Linked DNA regions of Rattus norvegicus: region 1 is linked to region 2. Evidence: chromatin contacts called from public Hi-C data. All regions are on one chromosome and are shown on one strand. Each heading gives the region's core, a stretch centred on a gene start, on an enhancer-like site or on the middle of the called end of the contact. The rest is flanking DNA. Distances are from core to core; before and after follow the strand shown.

The links. A called contact is a pair of places that touch in the nucleus more often than the background predicts.
Region 1: a contact with region 2 is called in a Hi-C map of psoas muscle, with 2.1 times the contacts expected there. The contact joins the promoter of Hrc here to the enhancer-like site in region 2. A contact is called at or near these places in 9 of 12 Hi-C or Micro-C datasets (the A7r5 cell line, the Rat2 cell line, Schwann cells and 6 more).

The regions. Positions count from the first base shown.
Region 1 is chr1:104,947,795-104,951,083 of GRCr8, reverse strand. It overlaps Hrc (histidine rich calcium binding protein), which reads right to left and starts at 1,334. Exons shown (of 6, transcript NM_181369.3): 1 at 1-1,334. The coding sequence starts at 1,174. It overlaps Trpm4 (transient receptor potential cation channel, subfamily M, member 4), which reads left to right and starts at 2,848. Exons shown (of 25, transcript NM_001136229.1): 1 at 2,848-2,917; 2 at 3,151-3,221. The coding sequence starts at 2,894.
Region 2 is chr1:104,910,049-104,913,251 of GRCr8, reverse strand. No RefSeq gene overlaps it. Among named protein-coding and RNA genes, the nearest start is that of Slc6a21, 18 kb to the right of the region's middle. Within about 2 kb of position 1,506, at least 2 of the 93 cell types and tissues checked have an H3K27ac peak or open chromatin away from gene starts, as enhancers often do.

The DNA.
Region 1 (3,289 bases), core at 85-2,584, 38 kb before region 2:
GCTCATGGCCTCTGTGTCTGTGGGCTTGGTGCACATTCTCAGTAGAGCCACCATCATTGTCGTCATCATCGTCATCGTCATCGTCATCGTCATCATCTTCATCTTCATGGCCTCGGCGGCCATGCCGGGTGACATGATCATCTTCATCTGACTCATCCTCATCTTTTCCCTTCCTGTGGCCTTGGGTCTGGTGCCTGTGCCTGTGCTCAGTGGAGTCGTCGTCATCGTCTTCTTCTTCTTCTTCTTCTTCTTCTTCTTCTTCTTCTTCTTCTTCTTCTTCTTCTTCTTCTTCTTCATCGTCATCATCATCTTGTTCTTTATGGCCTTGGTGGTCCTGGGTCTGGTGTCCATTTTCACTGGAGTCACCATCTTCATCATCATTTTCATCTTCTTGGCCTTGAAGTCTGTGGGCATGACTCTCTTCATCTGAGTCATCATCGTCTTCCTCATCATGGTCTTGATATCTGTGAGCTTGGTGTTCACCCTCAGTGGAGACACCATCTTCATCATCATCATCTTCATCATGGTGCCCTTGGTGCCTGTGGCTGTGGGCATGATGGAGTCCATCTCTTTCTTTTGAGTGGCTGTGGTGGCCGTGGGCCTGGTGCTTATCATCAGAGTTCTCCATCACTCCCACCCTCTCCTCCTCCTCTCCATCATCATCCTCCTCTTCGTTGCCATGGTGGTCATGCCTGGGGATGTGACGGTGATCCTCACCGGAGACAACGCCGTCCTCTTCTTCACGGTTGTGGCTCTGCTGTCTGGGGAAGTGGCTCTCTGCTGAGTCCCCTAAATCTTCACTGTTAGGTTTGTGGTGCCCATGGAGCTGTCTAACATGCCCTCTGAAGACCTCTTCTGAGACATTCTCCTCCCCAACTTCATGGCCAGGGTACCTGTGGTCTTGGACTTGGTGGCCATATTCCCTGGAGAAGTCTTCATCTTCTTCTCTGTGGTGTCTGTCCTTCTCACCTTGATAGGCCCCGTGGCTGTGGATGTGGTGACCATACTCAGTTGATAGGTCCTCTGAGGACCCAGGGATACCTGCGTTGTTGTTCCAGTTGCCGAGGCCCAGCCCAGTCCCTCTCAGCTCCTGGGTCACCACTGGAGGGACCAGCAGGATGGCCACTGTGGCCCAAAGGAGACAACTGTACAACCATGGCTCCTGGAAGCCCATGGGGACGTTCGTTTAGCAGCTGAGCGTCTAACCAGGCTGGCTTCAGCTGCCTCTGATGGGTCCTTGTGCCTTTTTTGGCTTTGACTTTCAGATTGTCTCTTTTTTGTGGTACGGCTTCCACTCTGCTTCTCTATCTTCCTTAGGTCTTGGATGACCCTCTGAGGATGTCCCCTTTGGAGCTGTGACCCTGGTTCCAGGACCTCCCTTCCCCACTGCTGGGCCAATGGGGTCTGTCCCCTCCCCTTCTTGTGGCTAAATTTATCCAGAGTCTAAGTTATTCTGGTCACTCCCTGCCTGCCCCTCCCCTCCTGTTCCTCTGGCTCAGGACTGGGTGGTGGAGGGGTCTTCATGTCCAGGAGGGGGGCAGGGACATGGCAAGCTCAAGTTTGGCATCTTTGGCACAAAGGCTAGACTTTTAGAGTGTCTTGCTGGAAAAGTCTGGGGTGCTGGGAAAGGAGGGGTGTGCAGAAGCAGAGCCTGCTGCACGGTAAACACTGGGAAGAAAGCGGGCAGAATGAGACATTCGGTGTGGCAGTGGTGTCATGCAGAAACTGTGGAAGACAGTGAAAGAATCCTGTCCCCAACACCCCATGACCTCCTCTCCCTGGCACTCAGATCTGGGGGCAGGGGACCAGACCAGGGCTATAAATACAACAGGGGGAGGTGCTGGGGGCTCAGGTTACTAGGCCCCAGCTGTCCCCACCAGAGGGACTTGGCTGGAGACAGGTGTCAATGCCTTCTTGGAGGCCCAGTGTCACCCACCCCACACTTGTCAGTATATCCACACTCTTTGGGTTTTTGTCCTTTATGAGACAAGCCCCTCCCCCCATTATAGTCATTGTTCTGAGGGTCCCTTCTTCTCCTCAGGGTTCTACCCTTCTCTCCTACTGTGTCTTCCCTAATCTCTCTCTACTGGTCTCTCTCTCTCTCTCTCCCCCTTTCTCTGTGTGTGTGTCTGTGTGTGTGTGTGTTGTGGGTGATTCGTGTGTGCCTGTCTTTCTGTCTGCCTCTCTCTTTGTGTGTATTGTGTGTGTGTATGAGTCTCTGTCTCTCTGTCTCTTTCTCTCTGTGTGTGTCTCTCTCTCTGTGTGTCTCTCTCTCTGCCTCTCGGTGTATGTTGTGTGTGTGCGAGTGTCTCTGTCTCTTTCTCTCTCTGCGTGTGTGTCTCTGTCTCCGTGTGTGATTCTGTTTTTCTGTCTCTTCTCTCTGATTCTGGGACTCTGTCGCTCTATCACTTTGCATTTCTAGCTGTCTCTCTCTCTGTCCTCTCTCTCTCTCTCTCTCTCTCTCTCTCTCTCTCTCTCTCTCTCTCTCTCTCTCTCTCTCTCTCTCTCTCTCTCTCGGTCTCTGCCCTCTTTTTTCTTTCTCTGGGCTGGGTCCCTCTCTTAGTTTCTGTCTCTGCCTCTTTTTGGGTCTTTCTCTCAGTCTCCGCCTCTCAGAATCTATGTTTGTCCCATGGCTGATATCTATCGTGTGCCCTACTCTGCTTCCTTCGTTTCTCTGCCTTCCAAGTCTGGGTCTTTCGTGTCCCCCAAGCCGACCCGATCCGTGGTTTGGCAGCAGAGTCTGTCCCTGCTCGCAGCCGCCCTCTCCCCGCCTCCCGTGACGTGTCCCGGGACTCCCCGCCCCGGGCTGGGCTGCGAAGTTGCGGATCCGGTTCGGTCGGGCGGGTCGGCGGCTGAGAGAAATACACGGAGCCCCAGGGGCTGCGACGGCAGCATGGTGGGGCAGGAGAAAGAGCAGGTATCGCACAGCGCGGGACTGGGAGGAGTGGGGTCCATAGGCAGCGGCACCTCTGCGGATCCTGGTCAGATGTAGCAGGGGCTGAACCAGGAGTTCCCAGACCGAGCGGCGTGGGTTCCTGGCTGAGCCGGAGGGAGGAGTTCCCAATGTGTCCCGGGGGCGCGCGGGGCTGTCTTCGAATCCCGTGGGTCTTACCCGGGTGCCCGCCCTGCCCTTCTTGTTCCGGTTCTCAGAGTTGGATCCCTAAGATCTTCAGGAAGAAGGTGTGCACGACGTTCATAGTGGACCTCCACGATGATGCGGGGTGAGCAGTTCGCGGCTGCTGACCTGGCAGCTTAGGTTCGCGGGCCCTGCCCACTGCAGACAGGCTCC
Region 2 (3,203 bases), core at 257-2,756:
TTAACTGGGGCTACCTTACACTTTATGAGACTTAATTATTATTGTCATACAGGAAGGGTGGCAGTGTGCAGGCAGACATGGTGCTAGAGAAGGAGCTGAGAGTTCTCCATCTCGATAGGTAGGGAGGGAACTGGCTTGAGCTTCTGAGACCTCAAAGTCACACTCCCTCAACAAAGCTACACCCCCTCCAACAAGACCATACCTCCTCCAACAAGACCACACCTCCTCCAACAAGACCACACCTCCTCCAATAAGGCCACACCCCTCCAACAAGACCACACCTCCTCCAATAAGGCCACACCCCCTCTAACAAGACCACACCTCCTCCAACAAGGCCACTCCTCCTCCTCCAATAAGGCCACACCCCTCCAACAAGACCACACCCCCTCCAATAAGGCCACACCCCTCCAAAAGACCACACCCCCTCCAATAAGGCCACACCTCCTAATAGTGCCAGTCCCTATGGGTCAATGGGGCCATTTTCACTCAAACCACCACACCCTCTCTCTCTGCTAGGCCACTTTCTTTCTTTCTTTCTTTCTTTCTTTCTTTCTTTCTTTCTTTCTTTCTTCCTTTCTTTCTTTCCTTTTCTTTCTTTCTTTCTTTTCTCTATTCTCTATCCCCTGTCTCTTAGGGATTCTATTGCTGCGAAGAAACACTATGATCAAGGAAAGTCTTACAAAGGAAAACATTTAACTGTGGCTGGCTTATGGTTTCAGAGGTTCATCCATTATTATAGGGTTGGAAGCTTGGCGGCTGCAGGTAGGCAGGGTGCTGGAGAGGTAGCCAAGAGGTTTACATCTGGGCCTACAGGCAGCAGGAAGAGAGCGTGACACTAGGCCTGGCCTGTGTTTCTGACACTTCGACCCCCCTCCACGTCCCCCTCGCCCCCCCCAGCTACCCCAGCCCATGCTCCCCCTCCCTCCGTCACTCTTCCAGATGCCTCTGGCTGTTCTCTCGTATCTACAATAAAAACCTTCCCCTTAAACATACCACACTCTGTCATGTTGTCAGTTTATACACGGAGTGCTGGAACTGCTACTTCATCATGTTTGCCACTGAGCTGTCTTTCCATTCTTTTGCCCATTTGTTGCGTTGTTTTGTTTTGGAACAGGGTCTCACTCTGTAGGCCTGGCTATTCGGGAACTCACTATGTAGAGCAAGTTGTGCTCAAACTCATAGCGATCTGCCTGCCTCTCCTCCAAGTGGTGAGATTAAAGGTGTCCGCCGCTACAACAGTGTAGCTTTCTGTCTCCCCCACCCCCATCGCCCGCTGCCTAGTAGGTTCTCTGAACCGTTCTTCTGTCTCCGAACCATATCTTCTCTGGCTCAGCTCAGCTTCTCCTGAGTGAGGATTGCTGTCTCCGTGTTTCTCTCTGCTCAATCTCTTCTTTGCCCTACTCAATCTTCTTCCTTCCAGCACCAACCATCTTCTCTAACACCCTGACACCAGCTGAGAGCTGAACCCTACCCCCTCCTCTCAGCCTCAGCTGGCTTGTTTATAGCTTCTGCTTTCCCAGTAGTCCAAGAGGCAGCCAACACTGAAGGTCACAGGGTCAAGCAGTTAGACCAGCTAAGCTTTCAGAAAGGCCAGTTGACTAGCAACCAGGGATCCTTTAAAGGGCCAGGCACACAAAATAAATCACCCTACATTCCACCCCCATTTGTTTTAGCAACCAATTATGCAGTTTTGAAGCTGCCCTGGGTGCTCCCTGTAGCCACACTACTGTTGTGATTTTTGCTTCTCCATGTCTTTTCCAGGGTTCTCTCGCATCGGATGCGATCTTTCTGTTGGTCTTTCAGACACACATCCACAACTGAGGTAAGAACCTAACAGCGATGCTTCCCTTCCAGGTACTTGAGTGTTGCTTCCTGAACCTTTTAGGCTCCTGGACTGTTTCTTGCCCACACTTTTCTGCCTGACAGGGAAGGCAGTGACTGGTGAGGCTCTCTTGTCTCCTTCTGAGTCAGTGGCCAAGGTTTTCAGAAGATCTCCCCTGCTCAACTCTGAGCGTCATTAGTTTTGATGGCATCTACAACTTTCCGTCGCCTATGGAAATATAAACAAATCTGCATCTGCAAGGCAGAACATTCACTGACTTCCATTCTGATGCTAACACATCCTTCTCCGTGTCCCGGGTTTCAGCTTGGATGGGAGGGTGTCCTCGAACTACACAATGCTGAGGTGGGACAGTGTTCCAGAGATAGGGACATTTTGGCAGGAGCCTCCATTTTGATGACTTTTGCAGCATGCCACTTAGGGACTACAATCAGCAGTCTCTATATGCAAAACAACTCTTTCTGCATATTGAAAGTCAGAAATTGTATTAAGAGGTTCGGTAAAATCTAATAATACCATAAGAATTGCATACAACTCTGATTTTTGAGCTGAAGTATATGGGCTTTGAAGTACTTTGATTATTTTTCTGATGTATGTGAGAGAATCCAATTAGTTCATTTCATAGACTGCAGATGGTTAATTTTAGGATATTTTTCATTAATTTATCCCAAATAGTTGCTATGAGTTCTTTGCCAGTCATCTTTGCTCATCTATAATGACATAGTCTCAGCATTAGTATGAGGTCCTATGATTTCTGCTGGGTCTGTTCCTAGTAAATGGCATACTCTTATTCTTCCTTTTAAAATTAAATAAAAAACCATTTCTATGTAAATATTTAATTTTTTAGTTTATGTGCTATGGAGGCTCATTCTAAAAATACTATCTTCTCTTTGCATAATGAGCCCAGTAGGGAAGTGAGGAGTTGAAGGCAAATTAACCAAACACAGTTTCTGTTCTACCACAGTTAGCGCTCTCTCTCTCTCTCTTTCTCTCTCTCTCTCTCTCTCTCTCTCTCTCTCTCTCTCTCCTTCAATTGATAACCATCTTGTTGGACTGTTTAAGTACAAATTTCCTTGTAACAATTGAAAAAAAAGTTTAACTCTTGAGTAGTTAATCCAATGGTGGGCCATAGCCAATTAATAGCTCCCATTAATTTTTGAAAATCGTTAAGAGTCGCCACTGATCTCTTCTGATCTGTACCTTCTGTGGTGGAATTTTTTGTTGACTAATTTTATAACCCACATAGTTAATAGAATCTCCTCTCTGAATTTTTATTCAGAAGCAATCTGCAAACCCCATCAAGAAAAAATTATTTTTGTTCCATCAAACATTTTCTCTAAAGTATCTGCATCAGAATTGGCCA